Regions from separate parts of the Sus scrofa genome. Here all the other regions are linked to region 1. Evidence: chromatin contacts called from public HiChIP or PLAC-seq data. All regions are on one chromosome and are shown on one strand. The core of a region is the stretch at or near the end of the contact, and the rest is flanking DNA. Distances in the headings are between cores, read along the strand shown.

Region 1 (3,247 bases), core at 6-2,505:
TAGAAAAGGCAAAAATATATATATGTATATATATATATATAGATATATATATATAGATATATATAGATATATATATTTAATTTCCAAACTAGATTTGAGGTGGCTTAAGTTACATTATATAGTTACAATAAACCAGTTTAAATCAAAAGAGAATGTTTTAACTCTGAAGAAGAGAAAAAAGCAAATGCATTAACTATTGTGGCTTTATCTCTAGAAATCATGCTTGAACATTACATTCAGCATTCTTCCTTGTCCACAGGGAGAAAAGGGAAACAGAGTGCCTTAGTCATGATATTGTTTCAGAGAACCTAATAGTTTCTCAACAGAATTAAACAGTAGCAGAGTTCCTGTTGTGGCTCAGTGGTTAATGGATCCGATTAGGAACCATGAGGTTTCGGGTTCGATTCCTGGCCTTGCTCAGTGGGTTAAGGATCCTGCGTTGCTGTGAGCTGAGGTGTGGGTCACAGACGCAGCTTGGATCTGGCGTTGCTGTGGCTCTGGCGTAGGCGGGCATCTACAGCTCCGATTAGACCCCTAGCTTGGGAACCTCCATGTGCCACTCGGCCCTAGAAATGACAAAAATAAATAAATATAAATAAAATTTAAAAAATAAAAATGAAGAAACTCCTAGGAAATTACAACATACCAAAAATATCTGAGGAAAAATGTCTTTAGAGTTATATATGTATTTTTAATTGACTCTAAGTAAAACCTTGCTATAAAGGGGGAAAAAGTTGGAGTACTATTACTCTAACAGCAGGTGCAGACTTAAAATGTAAACAAATACTGGTCCACAAACGCTACTCAGTCCTCAATCCAGGAGAATTCTGATTAAACAGCCCCAGAAGGAAGCAGATAGGAGGCAATCACCCCCGGACTTTGCTCCACCCTCCTTTCTTTCTTCTTGTTCTTTTTTTTTTTTTTTTTTTTTTTCTTTTTCTTTTTTGTCTTTTTGCCATTTCTTGGGCCGCTCTCACGGCATATGGAGGTTCCCAGGCTAGGGGTCGAATCGGAGCTGTAGCTGCCAGCCTACGCCAGAGCCACAGCAACGCGGGATCCGAGCGGCGTCTGCGACCTACACCACAGCTCACGGCAACGCCGGATCCTTAACCCACTGAGCAAGGGCAGGATCCAACCCGCAACCTCATGGTTCCTAGTCGGATTCGTTAACCACTGCTCCACGACTGGAATTCCTCCACCCTCCTTTCTAAAAGGCGGATAAAGTGTTGTTCCCCTTCCTGGCAGCAGATGGCGCCATTGGAGCGTGTACAATGGCTAAAAGGTAAACTCTAAAATTCATCTTCGCTATTCTTCTAGGATGAACTTAAAACCGGAAGGCAGGGTCCTTCAGGATTGAAACTGGCAAAGTTCCTGACTCTAACGCATCTAACCTGGTAGGAACTGTAGATCCTGGTGGGCCCAGTTCCCAAGCACATGAAAGCCAGGGTCAGCTGTGCCTACTAAGGAGAAGCAGGGTTCTTACAAAGTTTCAGGATTGGCACCCAGAGAGAACTTGAAAGTGAAGCTTTCTTCATGCCTGAAACACGTGATGAGAGCTCATCTTTCACTTCTATCCAAGAGAAACACAAAGATGTTCTCCAGGGAGCCTGTCCACAGGCAGGAAAGGACTCAGAGAGGCTCAAATGACCAAGTGAAAATATGATCTTTAATAAAGGAGAACTGTTTCCACCACTACCTCCACCAATGCTGCAAACCGTCCTTGGGATGGGGGCTAACTTGTGCAGAAGAAAATGAAAATATCTGCTCTACGAAAAAGAAAATCATCCTCTGATCAAAATGCCTATGTTTGGAGTTCCCGTCGTGGTGCAGTGGTTAACGAATCCGACTAGGAACCATGAGGTTGCGGGTTCGATCCCTTGCCTTGCTTAGTGGGTTAAGGATCCGGCATTGCCGTGAGCTGTGGTGTAAATCACAGATGCATCTAGATCTGTCATTGCTGTTGCTGTGACATAGACTGGCAGCTGCAGCTCTGATTTGACCCTTAGCCTGGGAACTTCCATATGCCATGAGTGTGGCCCTAAGTATATATATAATAATTAATACATGTGTTTATATGTATTTGTATGTATATAAATGTATATATGTATATACATGTGTGTTTGTATGTATTTATACATATGTATGTATAAATTTTTAAAGAAACCCTGGTTGATCTGGAAGTTCCCAAAGTGGTGCAACGGGATTGGCAGCATCTCAGGAGCCCGGGGATGCAGGTTCAATTCCCGGTCGGCACAGTGCATTAAGAATCTGGTGTTGCAGCAGCTGCAGCTTAGTTCGAAATTGAGGCTCAGATCTGATCCCTGGCCTGGGAACCCCATGGACCACAGGGCAGCCAAAAGAGAAAAATAAATAAATAAATAAATAAATAAAATAAAAACCTGGTTGATCTGGATGAAAGGGAGCTGAGGGGACTGCTGAGGGAATCAGAATTCCAAACAGAGATTCGGCTGCAATGGGAACCGGGAAAGCCATGTTGATACACTAGAACAATGCTTCTCAAATGGGGCAGTGTGTCCCCAGGGGCCACTGAGCCACGTCTGGAGACATCTGTAGAAGTTATTGGGGGAGGGGTGCTGCTTCTGGTATCCAGTGGGTAGAGGCAGGATGGGGACTGGAATGGGGCAGGAGGACAAGGGCAAATGGGGGACGCACTTTAAAACCTCAGGATTCAAGATACATGTCTTCAAACCTTATTTTTTATTTTTTTATTTTATTTTGCTTTTAAGGGCATATGAAAGTTCCTAGGCTAGGTGTCGAATCCGAACTGCAGCTGCCAGCTTACACAACTGCCACAGCAACGCGGGATGTGAGCCACATCTGTGACCTACACCACAGTTCAGGGCAACCCCAGATCCTTAACCCACTGAGTGAAGCCAGGGATCGAACCTGAGTCCTCATGGATACTAGTTGGGTTCATTACTGCTGAGCTACAATGGAAACTCCTCAAGCATTTTGTTTTTTTTTAAATTTGCTTTTTAGGACCACACCCATGGCACATGGAGGTTCCCAGACTAGGGGTCTGATCAGAGCTACAGATGCTGGCCTACACCATGGCAATGGCAGATCTGAGCTGCATCCGCTCTGTGGCCTACATCACAGCTCACAGCAATGCTGGATCCTTAACCCACTAATCGAGGCCAGGGATCATACCTGCGTCCTCATGGATGCTAGTCAATTTGTTTCTGCTGAGCCATGAAGGGAACTCCCAAGCATTTTTTTTTTTTTT
Region 2 (2,859 bases), core at 217-2,716, 130 kb after region 1:
AATCAAAGAGCAAAGCAATATCCACACATTTACATACAATACATAAATTGTATTCCCTGACTGTGAAAATAATTTAGACTAGTGTTACTCAAATTGTAATTGATGGTTGAGTAGCATCAGCATAGAAACGCAAATTAAAATACACCCCATCCCCACGTACACTCCAGCTCTCCTGACCTAAGAGGTGAATTTCTAAGGGGGGAATTCAGAAATTTGTGTTTAACAAGCTCTCCAGGTAATGGTTGAGGGAAGCAATGGGAATGGGGTGTCCAAGTCTGAGAAGTACCTATCTAGCCTTTTTTTTTTTTTTTTTGTCTTTTTGCCTTTTCTAAGGCTGCTCCTGCGGCATATGGAGGTTCCCAGGCTAGGGGTCCAACTGGAGCCGTAGCCGCCGGCCTACACCACAGCCACAGCAATGCGGGATCCGAGCCACATCTGCAACCTACACCACAGCTCACGGCAACGCCAGATCCTTAACCCACTGAGCGAGGCCAGGGATCGAACCTGCAACCTCATGGTTCCTAGTCGGATTCATCAACCACTGAGCCACGACGGGAACTCCAATACCTATCTACCCTTTACAGACAGATGCATACCTATTTAGTTTTAAAGTTATGTCTGGGGCAGAATAATTCCATTACCTCACTGAGTTAAACTTTCTTTCTTTCTTTCTTTTTTTACTGAGTAAACTTTTCTTAATAAACCTCACTGTTGATAGAATCTTTGTTCTTTCTTATGAAATCTCTTATCTAACATTCTGGTCCTAAATGAGAGTGCACTGTATCATTTCCCAATTGACTTTTTGTTGTCCTTTTCTAAGGTCATTCCAAGTGTTCTTCATTATCATTTAAATTATGGGGTCCAGAACTAATCCGAGAGAAAAATTAGAATACATCAAAAGAAAGACCCTGTGGTTCCAATGTGAATATTCATGGGTCTTTAAGGAAATCACTTTTCAAGGTACAATATACCCTAAACCACATATGTATAAAAATCATAAAGCTCAGAAACAGAAAGAAAGAGTAGTTAATCTGGATCACAGAAGAGGGAATAAAAGATGATAGACTAGCATAAAACAGAACAAATTTGCTGAATGAGTTTTGCTAGGAGCTGGATCTGGACCCCCAATATGCATTCCTTTAGGATTTTGTGTAACCTGGCCGGCACCCATCGACATAGTTTGTCTCCATACTCTGCTCCAGGACTCAATCTAAAAGGTCACCCTCCAACTCCAATCCAACTTCTCCTCGTTCATCTAAATTCTAGGCTTTCTCTTCCTTTCTCCTTCCCTGGGGAGGGGTTGCTATGGGGATGGGACAACTGGAAAGAATGTGACGGAAGCAGATATGGAGAGAGCACAGAGAGAAAGTAAAAGACCAAGGCGAAAGGAAAAGGCACACACATACTTGAGGCTTGAGACAGTCAAAAGGGGAACCCCACAAGTGATAGATGCCATAAGCAACTTAAAGAAATGCATGGAGACATACTGCCCACAGTGAGAGAGAGGAACAGAGCAGAGGCACTAAGGCAATAGACATAAGCAAACCTAGGGATCTGGAATAGATGTAGAAACGCAGGAGGGGAAGGACACAGTAAGGGGTTGAATCGGGTCATGCAGGATTCTGCAGAAAACAGCTGCAGATAGAACCTTGCTAAGAAAAGAGACAGTTCCTAGGAAGTGTTTATTTATTTTCATATATCAGAATCATTCTGATTTCCAAAGAAGGAACCAGTAAGAGAGGTTATAAAGAGGATACTCCTACATCAGTAATGTTTTCCACTTCCTTTTCTTGCCTGTGTTTTTTTTTTTTTTTTTTTTTTTTTTTTTTTTTTTTTTTTTTGCCATGCCCACAGCATGCAGAAGTTATGGGGCCAGGGAATCAAACTCGAGCCATAGGAGTTATCATGCTAGATCCTTAAGCTGCTAGGCCACCAGGGAACTCCTTGTCTGTAGTTTTCTGATGCATATGAAAGGAACGTCCAAAGACAAGCAAAAGCTTAGGTCTTTCCCTTAGACATAACCCTTTTAGTTTCTTGACTGTTCCTCTGTCCATCACCTCAACACCTGTATCTCAAATTTTCTACAATTCCTTCTCTTTCTTTCTCCTTTTTCCTTTCTTTTGTTTCCCCAGGTTATAAACCACCACCTTCATGCTCTTTTTGTCTCTCCTACTCTCTTTTCCAGTATTTTCCTCTACCTGAAGTCATACTTGTCCCCACATTCTAGCCAGAAATTTTGCTTCTTCCAAATCCATTCTCTATGTCCACCCATTAGCTGCATTCTTGTACCTCTCAATCTTTGGATAAGATAACATCTAGACATTCCCTCTATGGTACAACAGGATCAGCTGCATCTCTGCAGCGCTGGGATGCAAGTTCAATCCCCCGGTCGAACACAGTGGGCTAAGGATCCAGCAACTGTGGCACAGGTTGCAACTGTGGCTCAGATCTGATCCCTGGCTAGAGAACTCCATATGCCATGGGGTGGCAAAAAAAAAAAAAAAAAAAAAAAAAAAATCTAATGAAAACAATAAGAAACAATAGTTTCCTAAGTCTGAGCAGATTCTTTCATTCTTTCTTTTTTGCTTTTTTGCTTTTTAGGGCTGCATTTGTGTTATATGGAAGTTCCAGGTTAGGGGTCGAACTGGAGCTACAGTTGACGGCCTATGCCACAGCCACAGCAACTCGGGGATCTGAGCCGCGTCTGCAATCTACATTGCAGCTCACAGCAACTCCGGATCTTAACCCACTGAGTGAGGCCAGTGATCAAACCCGAATCCTCATGGATACTAGTCAGGTTCGTAACCCACTGAGCCACAAAAGGAATTCCCTTTAATGAGTGTTTTTTTAAGGCAATGT
Region 3 (3,245 bases), core at 597-3,096, 220 kb after region 1:
ATAAAATATTGGGAGAAGGATAGAGTCATAGAATTCTAGGACTGAAAGGAAAGTGTTAGCAATCATCTCTGTTTTTTTTTTTTTTTGGCCATGCTTCAGGTATATGGAATTTCCCAGGCTGGGGTTGGAACTCTTGCCACAGCAGCGACCGAAGCCACAGCATTGACAATGTCCAATAGCAATCATCTCTTCTTGTCTTTATTTATTTATTTATTTATTTATTTTAGGGCCCCACCCATGGTATATGGAAATTCCCAGGGTAGGGGTCGAATTGGAGCTATAGCTGCCGGCCTACACCACAGCCACAGCCATGAGGGATCTGAGCCTACACCACAGCTCACAGCAACACCAGAGTCTTAACCCACTGCGTGAGGCCAGGGATCAAACTGAGTCCTCATGGATACTAGTCGGTTTTGTTTCTGCTATGCCACAACAGGAACTCCCTTCTTGACTTTATTTTTATTTTGCAGTTTTGACACTGAAATTCAGCAACTTAGGTGACTTTCACATATTCACAACTAGGAGGGTTTTCAAATCCTAGTTCCAATGAAGTCAGGACAATAGTCTTTTTACTATAAATAATCACATAACTGAAAAGCCTTTGGCATTGCTAAGAAAAAGAAAGATACAGTGAATTATATTTTAAATAACACATAGTATCTGTCTTGTAATGAAAGCATTATGTATATATATGCATATAAGTATATATGTGTGTGTGCGTGTGTGTGTGTGTGTGTATCATACCGATTTTTTTAGGCTGAACCTGGGACATATGGATGTTCCCAGGCTAGGGTTTGAATTGGAGCTACAGCTGCCAGTCTGTACCACAGCCACAGCAATGTGGGATCCAAGTCACATCTGCAACCTACCCCACAGCTCAAGGCAATGCTGGATCTCCAACCCACTGAGCAAGGCCAGGGATCAAACCTGCATACTCCATGGATGCTAGTCGGGTTTGTTGCCACTGAGCCACAATGGGAACTCTGAAAGTATATATGAATCTGAGTCTAACCTTTTAGAATAAGATAACTTTCTATATTTCTCCAAATGTTTTAGCTAAAAGGTATTTTACCTTTTTTTTTTTAAGTTTTGAATACTGAGTTAGCTGACAGTAATTAAAAAGATAAATGAAATCCTGAAACTAAAATTCAACTATAATGGAGAAAAGAAGATTCCAGAGTCAAATACTAATGATAGGATGACAGAATCAGTAGTAATAAGGAACGAGCAAAAAAGAAAAAGAAAAGAGAAAAAGAGGAAATGGAATGAGAAAATATATATATAGTAAGAAAAAACAGGCAATTGATGATTTGAAAAACAAAACTATTAGGGAAAGCTGGAACCAAGGGACAGAAGGAGGAACAGTCAATTTAAGAGAGGGAAATGACACGAAAATGTAATATTCATTCCAGGATGAATATATCAAGAGCAAATTTAAATAGAATGTGGAATATTTAGAAAAAAGGAAAAGGTAGGCATGGATAAAACAGAAGAAATAAAAGCTGGGGAAGGAATAAGGTGAAATAAAAAATTATTATTATTGTTGTAATATCTATCTCTTTTGTCTATAATAAGAAAAACAAGCTAGGCACGAGTCATCAGACAGATCTCCATTTTCTTACCCCAAACCTGAGATTGTAGCTGAAGCCTTCCGCACCCGATCTGGAGGTCCCCACACGTCTTGCCTTGTGCCCACACTTAACCACACTCAAGTCCTAAAGTCTGTTTAGGAAATTTGCTCAGCTCTTCCTCTTTCCCTCTTTCTTCATTTTTGACGATAACTTAAACCCAACACTTTTGACAACAATCTGACTCCACAGGAAGAGTTTCAAAGTTGAGTCATTTCTAAATGTCTTAGATAAGGCAAGTTAAAAAAAAAAAAAAAAAGCAGAAGTCAGAGAGCATAGTTTTCAGAGGTTTTCTGCAGGACACGGAGTGTTGTCAGAGAGGGAGCATTCGTGTACATAAGCTTCTCACTTAACAGATTTCTTTTTCTTTTTTTCTTTTTTTTTGGTCTTTTTAGGGCCACAGCCGCAGCACGTGGAAGTTCCCAGGCTAGGGGTCGATGCTGTATCACCAGCCTGTGCCACAGCCACAGCAATGCAGGATCCTTAACCCACTCAACGAGGCCAGGGATTGAACCTGCGTCCTCGTGAAGACTAGGCAGATTCGTTTCTGCTGAGCCACAGTGGAACGCCTCACTTTATAGGTTTTTTTCTTTTGTTTTGTTTTAGAAATTCACACAAATGACCCTCTGGTATGTGAGAGGAGGGGTGGGAAGTGGATGGTGGAAAGACCTGCCTAACTCCATGCAATGAATCTCAAATAACATCTCTTAGGTGCGTAAGGTGTGTAAAAGAATGCGTCATGCCAAAATCAGATAAATGAAGCTATGTCCTTATCGCTAGAGATTCACAGTCTGGTGGGAATATGCACACACAAAACAAAAAAACTGTAGCACAGTCCAGGCTAGAGTGATAGAAATAGCAGCAGAAATAAAATAGTAGAAAATAACAGGTAATATTTAGCTTGGGGCAATCTAGGAAAATCTTAAAGTAAAAATAAGATCTGTTAGAAATAAGACCTGTTAGAAATAAGATCTAAGAGGCAGATCCTTCAAGAATTATGGGACTTCAGAGTTCTGTGATGCAGCAGGTTAAGGATCTGGCATTGTCACTGCAGTGGCTGGGATCGCTGCTGTGGCTCTGGTTCAATCCCTGGCCTGGGAATTTCCACATGCTACAAACATAGCAACAACAAAGAATCATGGAACTTCTCTATAAAGAGGTGACAAGTCGTTTAAAGTGTTTAAATGGGGCATAGTTAGAGGCAGGTGGGCAGGAGAGTGCTTTGGCACTGGAGAACAGGCGCCCGGTCTAGTTAATTAGGTTAATTAATTAAATTAGTTAATCAGATTAGCTAATTTCCTACATTAACTCTTTTCATCGCAAAGAAGTGCAGAAGATGGAAGCAATTATTCCTGCTTAAAGGAGACATTGAAAAGAATTCTTGGAGTTCCCGTCATTGTTCAGTGGTTAATGAATCCAACTAGGAACTATGAGACTGTGGGTTGGATCCCTGGCCTTGATGTAGGCTGGCAGCTGTAGCTCCAATTGGACCCCTAGCCTGGGAACCTCTATATGTCGCAGGAGCGGCCCTAGCAAAGATAAAAAGACAAAAAAAAAAAAAAAAAAAAGGAAAATAATTCTCACTCACATTATCCTCTTATATATAAGCATGTGAAA

Evidence for each region. HiChIP or PLAC-seq counts read pairs in DNA pulled down with a chosen protein or histone mark.
Region 2: an H3K27ac HiChIP or PLAC-seq map of alveolar macrophages shows a contact between it and region 1. The contact joins two enhancer-like sites. A contact is called at or near these places in 1 of 47 Hi-C or Micro-C datasets (omental adipose tissue) and 1 of 2 datasets of contacts at active chromatin or transcription factors (alveolar macrophages).
Region 3: a contact with region 1 is called in an H3K27ac HiChIP or PLAC-seq map of alveolar macrophages, with 5 times the contacts expected there. The contact joins the promoter of C3AR1 here to the enhancer-like site in region 1. A contact is called at or near these places in 5 of 47 Hi-C or Micro-C datasets (epiblast stem cells, fetal liver, omental adipose tissue and 2 more) and 1 of 2 datasets of contacts at active chromatin or transcription factors (alveolar macrophages).

What each region holds. Positions count from the first base shown.
Region 1 is chr5:62,880,061-62,883,307 of Sscrofa11.1, forward strand. No RefSeq gene overlaps it. Among named protein-coding and RNA genes, the nearest start is that of DPPA3, 14 kb to the left of the region's middle. Within about 2 kb of position 1,256, at least 18 of the 83 cell types and tissues checked have an H3K27ac peak or open chromatin away from gene starts, as enhancers often do. A contact at or near this core is called in alveolar macrophages, where this site is marked.
Region 2 is chr5:63,010,160-63,013,018 of Sscrofa11.1, forward strand. All of the region lies in intron 2 of SLC2A3 (solute carrier family 2, facilitated glucose transporter member 3), which reads right to left. Among named protein-coding and RNA genes, the nearest start is that of SLC2A3, 30 kb to the right of the region's middle. Within about 2 kb of position 1,467, at least 16 of the 83 cell types and tissues checked have an H3K27ac peak or open chromatin away from gene starts, as enhancers often do. A contact at or near this core is called in alveolar macrophages, where this site is marked.
Region 3 is chr5:63,096,904-63,100,148 of Sscrofa11.1, forward strand. C3AR1 (C3a anaphylatoxin chemotactic receptor) reads right to left here and starts at 1,847. Exons shown (of 3, transcript XM_021092394.1): 1 at 1,623-1,847.